Linked DNA regions of Zea mays: region 1 is linked to region 2. Evidence: chromatin contacts called from public Hi-C data. All regions are on one chromosome and are shown on one strand. Each heading gives the region's core, a stretch centred on a gene start, on an enhancer-like site or on the middle of the called end of the contact. The rest is flanking DNA. Distances are from core to core; before and after follow the strand shown.

What was found. A called contact is a pair of places that touch in the nucleus more often than the background predicts.
Region 1: a Hi-C map of leaf shows a contact between it and region 2, with 4 times the contacts expected there. The contact joins the enhancer-like site here to the promoter of ct2 in region 2. A contact is called at or near these places in 4 of 25 Hi-C or Micro-C datasets (ear, endosperm, leaf and 1 more).

Annotation. Positions count from the first base shown.
Region 1 is chr1:16,741,083-16,744,934 of Zm-B73-REFERENCE-NAM-5.0, forward strand. LOC103631789 (serine/threonine-protein kinase) reads left to right here. Exons shown (of 3, transcript XM_008653313.4): 3 at 1,601-2,489. The coding sequence ends at 2,115. Among protein-coding and RNA genes, the nearest start is that of LOC103631789, 5.0 kb to the left of the region's middle. Within about 2 kb of position 1,734, at least 12 of the 20 cell types and tissues checked have an H3K27ac peak or open chromatin away from gene starts, as enhancers often do. A contact at or near this core is called in endosperm and leaf, where this site is marked.
Region 2 is chr1:16,623,962-16,627,612 of Zm-B73-REFERENCE-NAM-5.0, forward strand. ct2 (compact plant2) reads right to left here and starts at 1,643. Exons shown (of 14, transcript NM_001157613.1): 1 at 1,525-1,643; 2 at 1,199-1,319; 3 at 1,023-1,095; 4 at 748-785; 5 at 568-657; 6 at 336-413. The coding sequence starts at 1,291.

The sequences.
Region 1 (3,852 bases), core at 484-2,983, 120 kb after region 2:
TATGTTAGTAATTTAGTAGGGGTAAAGTTAACATGGACTCATAGTGCTTGCCTTCAAAAGAAAAAGGAAATGGACCCAGAGTGCCCGTTTGGAAGTTGGAACACATAAATCTCACAGGATTCATGCAAGAATTTTACTGTTTCTTGGGAGTTTTCCCGGTGATATTTATGCTTCCAAACAGTGCCTGCTTGATTTTTTTTTAGGTTGGGTCACTGTAAACGTAAACAGTTGGTCAATGATGTGGAAGTTATTAGTCACTATTAGGCAATTCTTGTGCTTCTGTAAGTGAATGTCACATCTTAATTCTCACTCCGTTCCTGAATAAATAGTTTCCTAGAGTTATCTTAAGTAAGATTTTTTTTACTTCTACCCGAATTTCAAGAACAAGCACATCAGATCGAATTAGTATTATTAGATATGCCATATAGAACATATTTTTATAGTAACTTATTTCATGTTACTCCTATAAACTTAGTTTGACTTACAAATGGTTTATTTGGAGACGGAGAGAGAGTATCTTGTAGATCTGGATAACTGCACGTGGTACAATAAACTTTGTATGCATGATGGTATCATATACTACAAAATAAGTACGCCAAAGATTAGGTGTAGCTCATTCCCCTCGTTCTAAACAAAAGAGGATGATGATGGTACTGGAAATGGACATATTCCGAACATTTGACATCCAGCTGTCGCGTTTTACTCTCTCGTCTGAATTATATTGACAGGTTCAGTTTCTTTCAAATGTTTGCGCACCATTCATCTGGAACCTAATTAGTTTGATTACCTCAGCTGATCACCCGTACGTAGCACTCAATGGACGCATATGCATGTTTGCAGAGTACGCGGCGTCGTTGCCTTGGTCCACACGGCTGAAGATCGCCATTGGCGCTGCCAAAGGGTTGGCCTTCCTCCATGAAGCCGAGAAGCCGGTCATCTACCGGGACTTCAAGACCTCCAACATCCTGCTGGACTCGGTGAGCTAGCTAGCTAGTGCATCCGTAACAGCACACGGCATCCACACATATCCACATCCACCTACTACTTTCTATCTTCGCCGCCGTTTCATATCTATCTCTCCTCGGCCTCGCTCGAAAGATCAGGCGGCTCAGCTGTGGTTAGGTTCGGTTCGGTTTGATGGAGCAAGTCGCGGCCAGTAAACCAGCGCTGAAATCGAACTGAAATCGTCAGGTCGCCAATAAACCAGATGCCAACTGCTGAGCGACAAAATCTTGACCTGACCTCCAGCACCACTGCCGCCGTCAGCTTCTGGTCGGGCCTGTGAACCAGAACGGGTCAAGTGTCAACCATTGCAACGCTAGCTTCCGGCCGTATTCAACTGTCATGCTCAATCATGCGTGCCACGAAAAAAAAAACAGTTTTTTTCTCACAGGAAAGCTAGCACTAGTGGTAATGTTTTATATAAATAAAACATGCACGATCATTCGTCGAAAGTTTCCTGTTGCCAATTAGCAACGGAGTTGTTGGATGTTAACTGCTCTACGTACGCGAGGAAACTAGCTGACATCTGCCTGCATTTGCTACAGTATCATCCGCAAGCTTACATTTTGGAATTGATCGTTGTTTTTTTTTTGTGTAGGATTACAAGGCGAAGCTGTCGGATTTCGGTCTAGCCAAAGACGGGCCGGAAGACGACGAGACGCACGTGTCGACCCGGGTGATGGGGACCCAAGGATACGCCGCGCCGGAGTACATCATGACGGGCCACTTGACGGCGAAGAGCGACGTGTACGGCTTCGGCGTGGTGCTGCTGGAGCTGCTGTCGGGGCGGAAGGCGGTGGACAAGAGCCGCCCCCCGCGGGAGCAGAACCTGGTGGAGTGGGCGCGGCCGTACCTGACGGACGCGCGCCGCCTGGACCGCGTCATGGACCCCAGCCTGGTGGGCCAGTACTCCAGCCGGGCCGCGCACAAGGCCGCCGCCGTGGCGCACCAGTGCGTCGCCCTCAACCCCAAGTCCCGCCCACACATGTCCGCCGTCGTCGAAGCGCTCGAGCCGCTCCTCGCGCTCGACGACTGCCTCGTCGGGCCCTTCGTCTACATCGCACCGCCGGAGACGACGACCGCCAACGGGGACGAAGCGGCGCCGGTGAGTAGTAATAAGGAAGGATCCGGCAGACGAGGAGGCCGGAGGAGGTCGTCAGGCGAAGGCGCGGCCGTCGTGCGGCCAGAGGAGTGATGTTCCCTCTTCCGTCCGTGCTATGACGACGATGATAATATGGGTGGATTTACTAGCTTCCACGTCTTGTACGTGACCGGACTGTTGTTGCCTGTCGCGTGCATGCAGCTTGGCTGAGATATATCTATCGATCGAGCAGCTATACGATCGGTGGAAGTTAACGTCTTCGTTTGTGTGATTGAAAGCATCCAGCTGGTTGCGTGTTTTAGAGAGAACTCTATAGATTGAATTTGTTGCATATACAGTAATCTAACCAAACTTCTCTATTTTTATAGATCTAAAACGACTTGTAGATAAACCCCGTGTGATGATTGTAACTGATATGGATTTGTATTACAATCCTCTAATATAAATATAAGCCACAACTTTTTGATAGAGATAACACGCTGATATAAATTTGCAACAACAGACTGACACGTCTAGTAGTGCACCCAACCACTATTGTAGGAGGTCCGGTGCACCCACAATAAATACAGAATTTTCACTCAATTCCAACGGTTACATAGGATAGTTAGGCCTATAGATACTCCAACTAGTATTCAAGATACAGAAGAGCCGCACCAAACATCTATTCATTGATTGCAACAACTCCAAGTCATTCAAAGCCTCCCAAGTGCAACATTCCATAGAATTGAGTTTTTAGAGAATTGGTAGTGCTTTGTGAACAATTTGCGTTTGAGTTTGTTGCGACGGTGGTTCTTGTGCTCTTGAATTTCTTTCTCATTCTCATTCTTGTAAAGGCTAGCGAGAGACTCCGAAGTTTATGTGAAGGTCCTTGCGAAGACTCTGGTCTCTTGATTTGAGAAAGGACACTCGAGCTCGATCTAGGTGATCGCTTTAGAAAAGAAAAGTGTTGAAAAAGACCTATCCTAATTCGACTCCTCAATGGAGAGGTAGTTTTTCTTTGAAAAAACGAACTTCAGTAAATTAATCACTCTTGTCTCTCGTGATGTGTTTTGCTTGCGATTTATTTCTCCACTCCCTCTTCTAAATTCTGTTGCTTGTGTTTGATTCAAGATCACTTGTGTTGCTTCCAAGTAATTCTGCAATTATAAAGAGCAAAACTAAAATCTAAGACTGTCACATAGGATACGCAGTATCGAACTCTCTAGATAAAACATCCTTCGGTGCATAGTATCATGCCCTAGTATTCAATATATCATGTGTGTGACAGGATCAAGTTTCACGTATATGATTACTCAGTGTACAAAATCAATGTCACAATATTTATTACATAATACAATTTCTATACAAAATAACTAAGTAAAATAAATCATATAATGACGACGATCCTCACAGTTGACTGGAAGACTACGGCCTAGACTCTCCGAACTCTTTATAGTAGTCATCCTCCTACGACACCTGTTATTGACCGGAAGTGATTATAGCAATGGTGAGCTCTCATACGATCATCACTTAGTAAGTGTGGGAAAAAAGTATAGCATAAGGCTAACCAAGAAACATGGTCAAGGCTAAGCATCCCCTTTTAATAGTCGGTCAAAATTTTATTAGTAATTACTAAATATAAGTAAATATCATCCCAATTAAAGAAATGATCATAAATGAAATTCCCACAATGAGTGCAAATGCATGTCTGATTTAATTTATTTGCATAGTTTACACATGTGAGGGTCCGAGCCGCTCTTTATCGTAAA
Region 2 (3,651 bases), core at 393-2,892:
AACCTCATAACTACAAACAAAGCAAATGCTCATAACTTGACATAGATGAATACTGCATAATAAACATTTGAGACAACAAATATTTGAGCAAATCTAAAGCTGCCTTCTCTGAAGCAATAAAATGTAGGGGCAAGGTTCCTAGCTGCCTTCTCTGATCAAATGCTCATTTTGTTAGCATGTAATCGTGCAAAGCATAATAAGGCAGTTTGGATTATAACAGCTCCAGGCAGGTTCAACCATAGCAATTGTGTCAGGACCACACCAGGACAATTACATTGCAAAATAACCAAGTTTGCCAAAACTTAACTCTAATTTCTGAAGGCAAGTGTGCAAACCTGATTATCTGGAGATAAGACATATTTTGAAGAATCTGGTTCCACTTGGGCTAACTCTTTAGCTCCCTCATATAATATCTGCGTGTGCATGTTTAACTCATTTACTGAGAAAAAATATCTGCAAATACACCCTCATTGGAGCAGCAAGAAACTCCATAACGAAACCTTCCTACATAATCATCTCTACAACGTGATAGAAAAAAAAAGACACACCCTTTTTAGTATAGCATACTTTAATTGTCTGATACACATTAGCATGGATGACTGATGTGTAGCTCCTAAGCTCTGCCTCGTCAAAGCCAGTTTGGAAAAGAAGCTTTATCTGCGAATGAGCGGTAAGACACATCCGTGACTTGCTGTCTTGATGATGACATAAGAATTATGATCCTCTAGGGAGTGGCATAAACCTTACTTGTTTAAATATTGTAGACTTCCCCGATTCTCCAGCACCTTACAAAGAAGTGATTGAAAAGGAGGATGACTGTTAGGAATACAGGCAAAGTACCTTATCAATGGACAGGCACATTATCAAGTCTAGAATGCATGGAAAGAGAAGTGACTAGGGATCAACTTCGCAACAGTTCTTTTGGCTGATCCAGCAAACTATCAAGAGAGAAAACTACAGAACAGATATACTTCACATGAAGAAGAAAAAAAAGCTCTTAAGTTCAAGTAAGTTGGCATTACCGAGAAGTAAGAGCTTGTGGATGTGTTGTTCGGCTTTTGTTTCTTGCAAAATCCTCCGGTCAATGTCTGCAGACTGCACCCACACTGCTAATGTCAGAAGGAACCAAGTGTTGCTGCTTACCAACACAAAATCATAACCTCCTGATAGCATCAGCCTGGTCTAAGTGACAAGTTACCTTTGCATTTTCAGCTGCTTCAGCCTCGTCGAAAGAATGGGATCTGCTACAGGATGAGCCCATGCTTTCAATCACGCAGGTAAGCACAGACATTATTCTAGAAGCGCGCTCTCATGCCTGGCTGGGGAGCGGATATAGTAAAGGACATGGGTGTACACATGTACGCCCAATAATGTTTGCAAAAACACGAAGTTAGAGCATGGTACATTTATAAGCTTGCAATTAGATCAGATCAGATCCGAATACAAATACGCAAATAGCTTAGGTTAGGGTTCGGGTGCTCGGTTCCGCACGGAAGCAAGCGAAGAAGAGGGGGGTGCGCGTACCTGGTGGGTGCTCGTCGGCGAGGGGGCCGACGAAGACCTGACGGAGGGGCTGACGAGGCTACACCTGGGCACCTGACGGAGGGACGCGGCGGCGGTCGCCCACTAGCGCCACTCAGAGCCAGAGGGGAGAGAGCGAGTGAGCGAGCGCACGCGGGGTGAACAGTAGAAGAAAGGCAGCGGTGAACTGGAGTTCCGTGCTGTATGGTCGCCACCTGGTACCAGTGAAAGCGAGAAGGAAAGGCACGTTCTCGCATCGCTGCCGAGAGAGAGCGTGTTTGGTCGAGAAACGGACGAGAATGGAACGAGGAGGTGTTTTTTTTTCTGGGTGTTTAGTTTTTAATGGAACAGAAATAAAACGGCTCATAAAGTCTATAGGTAAAAATGTATCATAAATAATTAGAATGTTTTTTCCACCAAAATAATCGGATAGGAGCGCTCTTTTGGACGGGAGGACTCTCCCCCTCGTTCCCTCCCTAATCATATGCATCTCTAACCAAACAAAGAATATTTTACTCTTTAACCAGACAAAAAAAATGAAACACATATATTCTGCTTGCCAAACATAGGACATAATGGCTCCATTCTTTGAAATAAAACTGTCACATTCTAGTTAACTCTTCAACCAAACACACCATAGGGATCACGTTGAACATATTGGTTTGCTACAAATTGAAAGGAAACTTTTGCTTAGGCGGGTGTCAGTGCACCATCCCCTCTTGCTCTACCACGTCAGCTCCAGACTGCACTCTTGACCTTATTGTTCAAGTGCATAGTCTGCAACAGGCTATACCCTAAACCCACAACCACATCGGGGTTTTCTATTTCAGAATTAAGTAATTCACGTAGATTTATGTCAACGCTAAAAAACCACACAACATACTATTTTTATTGAAATAAAAATTTGTGATATCCTGGCCCCTGAGATGGTGATATCCTGGCCCAAGGCTTAATAAAATTAATAAAGTATCCATACCAACAAGGTGCATCTTCTTTTTTCAGAAGTCTGTCTCGAAAAAACCTCCAAGTTAAGCGTGTTTGACTTGGAGCAATTTTGGATGGTGACCGACCGGAAAGTTTTCTCGGATGCGCACGAGTGAGGACAAAGTACGCACAAAAGACTCGTGTTGGTCTGTAGGGACAATATATGATCCTAGAGAGCTGTTAGGAGTAAGTACCGCCGGTCCAGGGATTGGACGCAGTGTTACAAGTGGTATCAGAGCCGACCCTCGAGGTTTCACGGGCGTGTGTGGGCTAGGGGGTCGGGTATATGGCGCATGTGGGCCCAGAGTGGTCACATGGCATGGCATATGACGACACTAGACACACAGACGTGACTAAGAGGAGAGATTCCTGGATTAGAGTTGACCGACGAGGACGCCGGTCTTCTAAGGGGGGTGGATTGTGATATCCTGGCCCAAGGCTTAATACAATTAATAGAGTATCCATACCAACAAGGTACATCTTCTTTTTCGAAAGATGTCTCGAAAGAACCTCCAAGTTAAGCGTGTTTGGCTTGGAGCAATTTTGGATGGATAACCGACCGGAAAGTTTTCTCGGGTGCGCACGAGTGAGGACAAAATGAGCACAAAAGACTCGTGTTGGTCTGTGAGGACAATATATGATCCTAGAGAGCTGCTAGAAGTAAGTACCGCCGGTCCAGGAATTAACGGGGTGTTATAAAGCCTGCCCTGGTAGGGGTTATTTGTATAGATGAATTGGGTATGGAATTTGTGATTTTCACAATTTTACGAACGTTTTGTACTTGTCGAAACCGACTAGCTACATCGCTAGCACATGTGGCGCTGACGTGGCCAGGTGGACCAATCGAAACTGCCACCTCACTATCGCCCCTTGCTATCACCCAGTGATGTTGCCACCAACGCGTCGCTTGCCTTTCAACTATCTCTTGCTCAGGGACATGTTCCAGTGGTGGATGAGAGCGGCGCGATACCGCCCGCTCTCACTGGCAGTGGCAGCGTCTCCCACCAGCTCGCTCGCGCCCGCCTGTCGTCCCACTCCCTCCTCACGTCGGACGTAGGGTTGACGAGTGCGTGCGCGCAGTCAACCAAACACCGTCTCTCTTTCTCTTTAGTATGTGAAAGGGAATTAGGCTTACACCTAGTCCCT